2 separate regions of the Sus scrofa genome follow, and region 2 is linked to region 1. The links are chromatin contacts, called in public promoter capture Hi-C maps. All regions are on one chromosome and are shown on one strand. The core of a region is the stretch at or near the end of the contact, and the rest is flanking DNA. Distances in the headings are between cores, read along the strand shown.

Region 1 (4,480 bases), core at 1,264-3,763:
ATGAGATGTCACAAAAGGGTGTCACAATCTATTCTAGGATTTGGGCTCTGGTCGGGTGTTTTGGGAGAGGGCCTAAGGAAACATGGCTCACTGTAGATTGGATGCTGTCAGAAAGTAGCAATTTGAAGACCTAGTAGCTCAAGTTTTTTATTTTGGGAGAGTAGCTGAGAACAAAGAAATCTTGGAATTCCTGTCATGGCGCAGCGGAAACAAATCCGACTAGGAACCATGAGGTTGCAGGTTCGATCCCTGGCCTGCTCTGTGGGTTAAGGATCTGGCGTTACTGTGAGCTGTGGTGTAGGTCATAGACTTGGCTTGGATCTGACGTTGCTGTGGCTCTGGTGTAGGCTGGTGGCTACAGCTCTGATTCAACTTCTAGCCTGGGAACCTCCATGCCATGGGTGCAGCCCTAAAAAGACAAACAAACAAAACAAAAAAAAACAAAAAAATGAGGAAAATCTCTAAGTGGTAAAGAAGTACCTCTCTTTTAGACAAGAGGGGCATGTTTGGCATTATACAAGTGGCACAGTGACCTTGTTTTTGTCTAAACAAAATTATAAAGGGTCCTTGTTTTGTCTCACTACCGTGGTCTCAGAGAAACTTCTTTGAGGATGATATTCTGATTGATGTCCCAAAGGAGAATAATGTTAGCCTAGTTGTGAGTGTCACACCAGCTTCCTAATGTCAGGGGCAGTTTTGCTTTCAACTCTCAGTTCATTCAGTGAAGCATTATATAGCCAACATTTGGAAAGAGATTTTCAGTGCTGATATTAGAAAATGTCTAGCCTATACTGAGTTTAACATGGGATTTCATTAAAAATGTATATGATGATACATATATGTATGTTTACAGGGAGAAAAAAAACTTACCTTCAAGGGGAAGGAGTCTAGGTGCTCCGCCCCCCCCCATTTTACTTTATGCTATATTTAATTAGCTTTCAGTAACATGTGCTTTTATTTTTTTATTTTTTATTTTTTTGTCTTTTCTCCTTTTCTAGGGCTGCTCCCACAGCATATGGAGGTTCCCAGGCTAGGGGTCCAATCAGAGCTGTAGCTGCCATCCTACGCCAGAGCCACAGCAACACAGCAACACAGGATCTGAGATGCATCTGCAATCTATACCACAGCTCATGGCAACGCTGGATCCTTAACCCACTGAGCAAGGCCAGGGATCGAACCCGCAACCTCATTGTTCCTAGTCAGATTCGTCAACCACTGAGCCACGACAGAAACTCCAACATGTGTTTTTAAATTACTATTGTAATAAAGATACTTTAACCAGAAAATATAAAGGAAAAACTCTTAATACAAAACATCTTCCCTCACCAGTAGACTCCTCACTGCTCTAACATTAAATCATAGGCTTTGGGAGTTCCTGCTGTGCACAGGATTGGCAGTGTTTTGGGATTCCTGGCCCTGGCACAGAAGGTTTAGGATCCATTGTTGCTGTAGCTGCAGTTTTGATTGTAATTGCAGCTTGGATCTGATCCCTGGTTTGGGAACTCCATATGCCACAGGGTGGCCAAAAAAAAAACAACAAAAAAACAAATCATAGGCTTTGGGAGTCAGCCTTGGCATTGGGAGTCCAATGCCAAGATTTTCAGCATTGTTAATGCCGTTAATTAAAGGTAAAGAAGTAGCCTTAGCCATTAATGTACTTTTTTTGTTTTGGTCTTTAGGGCAGAACCCTTGGCATATGGAGGTTCCCAGGCTAGGGGTCCAGTCAGAGCTACAACTTCTGCCTACACCACAGCCACAGCAGCGCAGGATCCAAGACGTGTGAAACCTACACCACAGTTCATGGCAATACCAGATACCTGACCCACTGAGTGAGACCCAGGGATTGTTTCTGCTGCACCGCAGTGGGAATTCCAACAATTTCTTAACTTCTCTGAAATTTAATGTTTTCACCTCCAAAGTAGGTATTGTAATAACCTCAATAAAGGAAAAGCAATTTTCCATAAAACAGGCTCCCACTTTGGCCCTTTCAAGTTGTTTTTCCTGCCAAACCAGTGATACCACAGGGTCTGGAGTTGGGTTAATACCTTCTTCGTTCATTTTTCCACCCAAATCATTCTACCTCGCCTATTCTTTAGCCTTATACTGTCAGATTATACTCAAATTACTCTCCTTTTAATCACCTACCGTCCCCTAGTCATTCCTCAGTTAATTTTTTGAAGGTTTTATCTCCTCACTTCCTCCCCCGCCCCCCCTCCCGTGCCAACAATACTGCTGCCATAATTGGGAGGATTTCTACTTCAAAAAGTCGTGTCTGTGGAATACCTTCGCGGGACGACTCAGGAGCAGACTCTTACTACCACCACGGAAGTCGGGACTGTGGGATTCTTTCCGCCCTGGCATCCTGGGAAGTGGAGGCAAGAAACTTCCTGCGCCCCCAACACGTCTACCTGGAAGGTGAGACTCCCGATGGTTTTCCTTGGTATTCTAGGAAGTGTAGTCCAGATGCTCCGCGTAGTCGCTTGCACTTCCGTGGGCGTGGGTGGGAGGAGGGTGGTGCCTGGTGCATTCTGGGAAGTGTAGTCCAGATCCTCTGCGCACCAATTGCACTTCCGGGGGTCTGATGCATTCTGGGAAGTGTAGTCCAGCCGCTCCGCGAACTCGTAGGCACTTCCGTTCCCCGAGTGTTAGTTTGCTGGTGTTTTCTGTGGGGGCGGTGCGTCAGTTCCGAGTCTAGCTGGCCCTTCTGAACTTCCTGGATGTTTGCTCGGGAGCCGCAAGGACTTGACAACAGATTTAGGGGAAAAGAATCTTTGGCGGAGAGCACAGGTACCCAGGCGCAAGGACAGCGGTGTGTATTCCCTACTCAGAGCCTCTGTGCATTGAGAGTCGTCTCTTTACCCAGATAGGGCACGAACTCTAATTGCGTATCCCCAGGATTGAGAGTTCTCCTGCTCTCAGCTCGCCCAGTCCGCCTCCCTACACTTTTCACGCACCCTTCTGTTTCCTTGCGTTGGGAGTTAATCTCCTGGTGCCTCTTGTTGCTTTTCTTTAAAATATTAGGATATTAGGACTTTCCTGATACAATCGTTTGGGGACTTAAAAGAGATGGTACAAATTGACGTCTTAACTAGTACCTGGCACGTAGTGAATTAACATCTCTTCTTGATGTTAATTTACCCTGGAGCGGTTAGGTCCCCGGGTTAGGGTCAGAGATCCAGCTTCAGTGATTCTTGCCCTTCTGTCTTTGCCTGTGTGATGCTGGATAATCCCGGACCTATTCTGACTTTTTTGGAGGGAAAGGTGAGGATTGCTTCCAGATTGCTTGAAGGGAGGGGAGGCTTTAACTTTAATCAGAGACGGGGACTCGATCGTCGCATTCCACAGCGTTCTTTCTTTCCCCAGCGTGATTTCTCAGAAAGGGCTGCACTGAGGTAGAAGGAGTGACTCCTGGGCTACTGAGAGCAATGCCCGGAGTAAATGAAACTTGACATCCTTTTTTTTTTTCCAATGGTGGGCACATCAATCAGAGGATATATAGAACGTGTAATTGGACATGGGTATTGTTGGTAATTAACTTCAGATTTCTGGCTGCGAAGCAGTGGGTTAAGAATCCGTAGTTGCCGCAGCTGCAATCCCTGGCTCAGAACGAGGGTGCGGCCGTAAAATAAAATTTTAAAAAACTAACTTCGATGATGAGGGCTTTGCACAAGTAAGTATATTATGCCACATCATGGCTCCGTGAAGAAACATTGCATTTTCCCTATTCTGTAAAATGGGATTGAGACCTAGGGAGCTGTACATTATTTGCACATAGTCACCCACCAAGTAGGAGGCCAAGTTGGGGTTGGAATTCAGGCAGCCTGAGTCCAGAGCTTGAGTTCAGAATCTCTTGGATGTAATTCTCCTTAAGCCTTAGGAACTAGGTGGAATCAGGCACCCTAGCTAGGACTTGGTTGTGAGGGACCTTAAAATCTAATCAAATGGGCTTAGACTTTTCAGTGAGTTTTTACAAACTTTATCAACTATTTTGTTTTGCTTGGTTTTCTGGAGTTTTTTGTGGAATTTTTTTTTTTTTTTCATTTTAGGGCTGAGTCCATAGCATATGGAGGTTCCCTACACAGCAACGCAGGATCCTCAACCCACTGAGTGAGGCCAGGGATTGAACCCGCAACCTCATGGATCCTAGTCAGGCTCATTAACTGCTGCCACAAAGGGAACTCTTGTTTTGCTTGTTACAAATGATATTTCTTTTTTTGTCTTTGTTTTGTATTTTTATCTTGTATTTTTTTGGCTGTGGCATTCGGAAATTCCAGGGCCAGGGATTGAATATGCCACAACTGTGGCCTGAGCCACTGCAGTAGCAACACTGGATCCTTAGCCCACTGTGCCACCAAGGGAACTCCCAAATACTTTTTTTTTTTTTTTGTCTTTTTGTCCTTTTTTAGGGCCACACCCACGGCATATGGAGGTTTCCAGGCTAGGGGTCTAGTCAGAGCTGTAGCTGCCGGCCTACACCAGA
Region 2 (4,480 bases), core at 1,190-3,689, 170 kb after region 1:
CATTGCTGAGGTGTAAGTTTGACCCCCAGCCCAGGAACTTCCATATGCTGCGGGTGCAGCAAAAAAAAAAACAAAACAAAAAAAAAACTAACATTGTAAGTGAGGGTATGTTTTTTGATAAAAGACTGGCAAATGTTTACAAGGGTTGAACTGGGGTGACAGTTCTACAGAAGTGCATTATTTCATTACATTCGGCTATGTTTATAAATTTCCACAGTAATAATATAAGGGGAAAATAAAATGCATGATGCCTATTTTGAAAAACTTAAGTAAAAATCCAAAAATAATTCTACAGAATGGAAAACATTAAAATATTAATACTGTTATCTCTACATCATGTGGTTATGGGTAATTATGGTTTTTTTTAATACATCATACATGTTCTTTATTCTCTACAACATGCATTATTTCTGTAACCAGAGTATGAAGTATAATATTATCTCAAATAAAATACAGTTAATTTGCAGATGACTGAAAAAAACCACTCCCATCAACAACTCAAAGCTCTGGAGTTCCCACCGTAGCACAGTGGGTTAAGAATCTGACTGCAGTGGCAAGGGAGGCTGCGGAGGTACAGGATCCCAGGGTTATAAAGGACCTGGTGTTGCTCAAGTGTAGCTGGAAGTTATGGCTCAGATTCAATCGTTGGCCTGGGAACTTCCATAGTTAGTGGGTGCGGTCATTAAAACAAAAACAAAACCCAAAGCTTTCATGGCCCTCTACAAAAAACCCAAACATGCCTTTTCAACCTGACACTAAACACAGTAAGAATTAAGGCAGAAGATTGAAACTACCTAAATTCAAATCCTACTTAGGCCTCTAAGTAGCTGTGTGACCTAGAATAAATGACCTATGCTCTCTGTGTCTCAGTCTCCTCATCTTTATCATGGGAATAACAGTATCCCCAGCTTCCAGAGGGCTCTTGCGCTCATTCATGTAAAACCCCTAGAGTATTTCAACTAAATGGTGAAATATCATCATTATTACTCATAGCCATGAATTCCCCATCCCTTCCTACATTTGTTCAACAAATATCAGGGCATCTTGGAAAGCAGAAGAATTGCACACAAGATGCGTATAAGATGACAAAAGAGGAAGAAGGATGCTAAGTCCTGCTCAGGTGAGGCTCTGCTGCCTGGAGCCAAAGGGTCGTTCCCTCCTTGCTGCAGCCTTTTCCAAGTCAAGGCAGGTGTGAACCGGAGATCGGCACTTGCTATCAGTCTCTGCGTGGATTGAATCATGAGCTGCTGCAGCTGCAGACCCTCGACATCCCCTGAGAGTCTTCACGGTGGAGATCAGGAGTGAGGCACTCGGTGCCCTGGGAAAACTGGCAGACCAGGTCTTCAGATGGATGTTTTCAGGAGAAGATTTGATGAGCCCAATTCTTGCATCTAGAAAAGCACTCAAACCCTTCAAGGAGACATCTGCTCCTCGAGACTAGCAGCAGCCTTCTGCAAATGTGTCCTTGGTTGCACGTATCTCCCCCTTCATCAAAATCACATATATACCGACCCTCCATCCTACCTCTTTGGGGCAGTTTTTCTGAGCTCTCTGAAATGCTGCCTCCCAGGCTATAGTCCTCATTTTGCCCTCAAATAAAACTTAACTCACAATTCTCATGTTGTGCATTTTTTAAAGTTGACACAGGGAAAAGAACGGAGGCTGAGCAAAATCAGAACTTCATTTGCGCTCCGACATAAATTACAGTGGACGTCCCAGACCACAGCCAGGAGCGACCCTTTCCAAAAAAAAATTCAAAAAATGATTAGAAAACCAGATACAGCCACGCCTTCTTCAGGGATCAGAGAAAGGCCAGGGACACTGAGGCAGGAGCTCTGACCCCATCCCGGGCTCAAAGACGTTTTTGGGGAACTAAGCACTTACTTCTCAAGAAGTTTAAAGATACTAGTAACAAGAGACTTATTTTTGCTCACAAACCAGCCTCTGATTCTTTTCCTGCACATTCTCAGACTAGCCCTATTAGGTAGACACTTATACCAACTTTAAAGAAGAGCAAAAGAAGCAGAGACACTGACATACTCGCCTAATATTATACCGGTGGGAAGCGGCAGCTAGAGCTGGTGGTCGGGTAAAGGGTTGGGAAAGTACAGAACCCAGAAGACCCTCAATCCCAGCGATTTACGGCTCTGGCCTGGGCCCCTAAACCGGGGATGCACCCACAGCCCCGCGCTCCAGAAGGCTCATTCAAAGGGAGCGCCAATTCTGCCCTTCGCTGCCAGCGGATTCTTTGTCCAAGGTCGAGGGCAGGGTCGCTAGTGGCCCACAACAAACCCAAGAACGGCCAGTGTGGACACGAGGAGAGGGGCTCTGCAAAGCTGTGGGAGACTCACCTTTCCGAGAGGAATGAAGGCCGCGGCCTCGCGTACCTGGACCGGAAGTGACTCTGCCTACACAAATCCCCCGGACTACGCTTCCCAGAATTCCCGACGGGAGCAGGGACACGGCCTCAGCTTTCTGTAGCGGAAGTTATCCAACTACAGTGTTGCCGGACTACACTTCCCGAAATTCCCAGGCACTTCGTCGCCTTCCCAGGGCGGAAGTTCCGGCTGCTGTGCTGAGAGTGTGGATTCTACTTCACAGCCTCGCCGTCCTGAAAGAATTCCGCAATTCCCGCCTTCCTGGAGCTGAAATGCTTCCAAAGATAGAGCGGTCTACTATGCATTTATGTATTTTCTCCAGCCGACTATGCACTAAAAGAGCTTTTCTAGAGCGTAATTGTTTCTGATCTTGTGCATCTTCTGAACTGCAATTCCCGAATCTCCTTCCCGGCAGCCCTTTCCGCAAGATTGCGCTTTTTCTTTCGGGTAGTCAACAATTGAATAGTCGATATTCTCTTTAGGAGACTCAGAATAAATTAACTCTATGCTGTTAGTCGAGTTCGGCCTCCCCTTTGCTTTTTTTCTAAAATTTTTTTTCTGTCAAACATGCCAAAAACAAAGCAAACTCCACCAAAGCATACTATTTACCTACCCACCTACCTATCCCAAAAAAATACCCCTAGAAACCAGATAAGTTAGGAATGTGGGAAATAAAAAAAAAAAAAAAAAAAAAAGGGAAGGAAGGAAAGGAGGGAACGTGGGAGAAGGGAATAAATGATATAAAGAAAGCGATTTGTAGGCAAAAAAATGCAATACTAAGAGGAAATTTCGTTGACCTACATTGGGCACTGAATGTAAGGAGTACAGGATCTCAACCTTACTTAGACCGGATTGCCTTTTTTTATTCTACATGGGCGTGAATGCACCTAGAACTCTGATGCTGCTACCTTCCCTGAGCTGTTCGCTCTGTGATGAATGGACATGGATGCTAAGAATACACAAGAAACAGATGCAACCACTGACCAGGACAAAAAGCAGCAGCACGGAGTTCCCATCATGGCGCAGTGGTTAACGAATCCGACTAGGAACCATGAGGTTGCGGGTTCGGTCCCTGCCCTTGCTCAGTGGGTTAGCGATCCGGCGTTGCCGTGAGCTGTGGTGTAGATCGCAGACGCGGCTCGGATCCCACGTTGCTGCGGCTCTGGTGTAGGCCGGCGGCTACAGCTCCGATTTGACCCCTAGCCTGGGAACCTCCATATGCCGCAGGAGTGGCCAAAGAAATAGCAAAAAGACAAAAAAAAAAAAAAAAAAAAAAAAAAAAAAAGCAGCAGCATATGTTTTCCACATATTCTTGGCTTTAATTGCTGATTATGAAATGTGAGTCCTAAGACAAAAGGAGGGAGCTGTATTGATACAGACAAAGCATTATAATATGGGAAGGGATAAATCCTTTATAAAATCTTGAATTTTTTTTTTTTTTTTGCTTCTAGTATCATATCACATATTTGAACCCTGCTCTTGATATCGTAAACACCATAAGATGTCTTAGGGAGGACATGGTGATCCAGGGAGGTCAGAGGATGAGGTAATGGCCTAATCCATAAAACTAGCAGAATAAAGAAAGAAAAAAAAAAAGAGAGGAGAGAGTTTAATCGCCCATTCTTCTCGTGGGGAAGAAATACATATTATTTCCCTTTATGCTGGTACATTACTCTATATGATGCTATGTCACTTGAGACTTTTGTAATCTAGAATGGCTTCCCTTCCTCTTTTTTTATGTCCTTCACCTACTGAACTAACTAGGTCAGTTGTCATATAGGACTGCTTATATCCTGGGTTTGTCTGATGGCTTTTTAAAAATGGTTTCTGTTTTTATCTTTTTAGGGCCGCACGCACATCATACGGAAGTTCTCGTGTTGGGAGTCAAATTGGAGTTATAGCTGCTGTCCTTCATCACAGCCGCAGCCACGCCAGATCCGAGCTGAGCCGAGTCTACAAACTAAACCACAGCTCACAGCAGTGCTGGGTCCTTAACCCACTGAGCAAGGCCAAGGATGAAACCCGAATCCTCATGGATAGTAGTCGCGTTTGTTACCAATGAGCCACAATGGGAACTCCTGATGGTATTTTTAAAAAACTTT

The links. Promoter capture Hi-C pulls out the DNA fragments that hold promoters and counts their contacts.
Region 2: a promoter capture Hi-C map of liver shows a contact between it and region 1, with 7 times the contacts expected there. The contact joins the promoter of ZNF112 here to the promoter of LOC110260999 in region 1. A contact is called at or near these places in 2 of 5 promoter capture datasets (fetal skeletal muscle and liver) and 7 of 47 Hi-C or Micro-C datasets (embryonic fibroblasts, heart right ventricle, liver and 3 more).

Annotation. Positions count from the first base shown.
Region 1 is chr6:50,770,236-50,774,715 of Sscrofa11.1, forward strand. It overlaps LOC110260999, which reads right to left and starts at 2,514. Exons shown (of 2, transcript XR_002344680.1): 1 at 2,284-2,514. It overlaps LOC100737582 (zinc finger protein 226-like), which reads left to right and starts at 2,650. Exons shown (of 13, transcript XM_021097546.1): 1 at 2,650-2,809.
Region 2 is chr6:50,941,534-50,946,013 of Sscrofa11.1, forward strand. ZNF112 (zinc finger protein 112) reads right to left here and starts at 2,440. Exons shown (of 12, transcript XM_021097547.1): 1 at 2,352-2,440.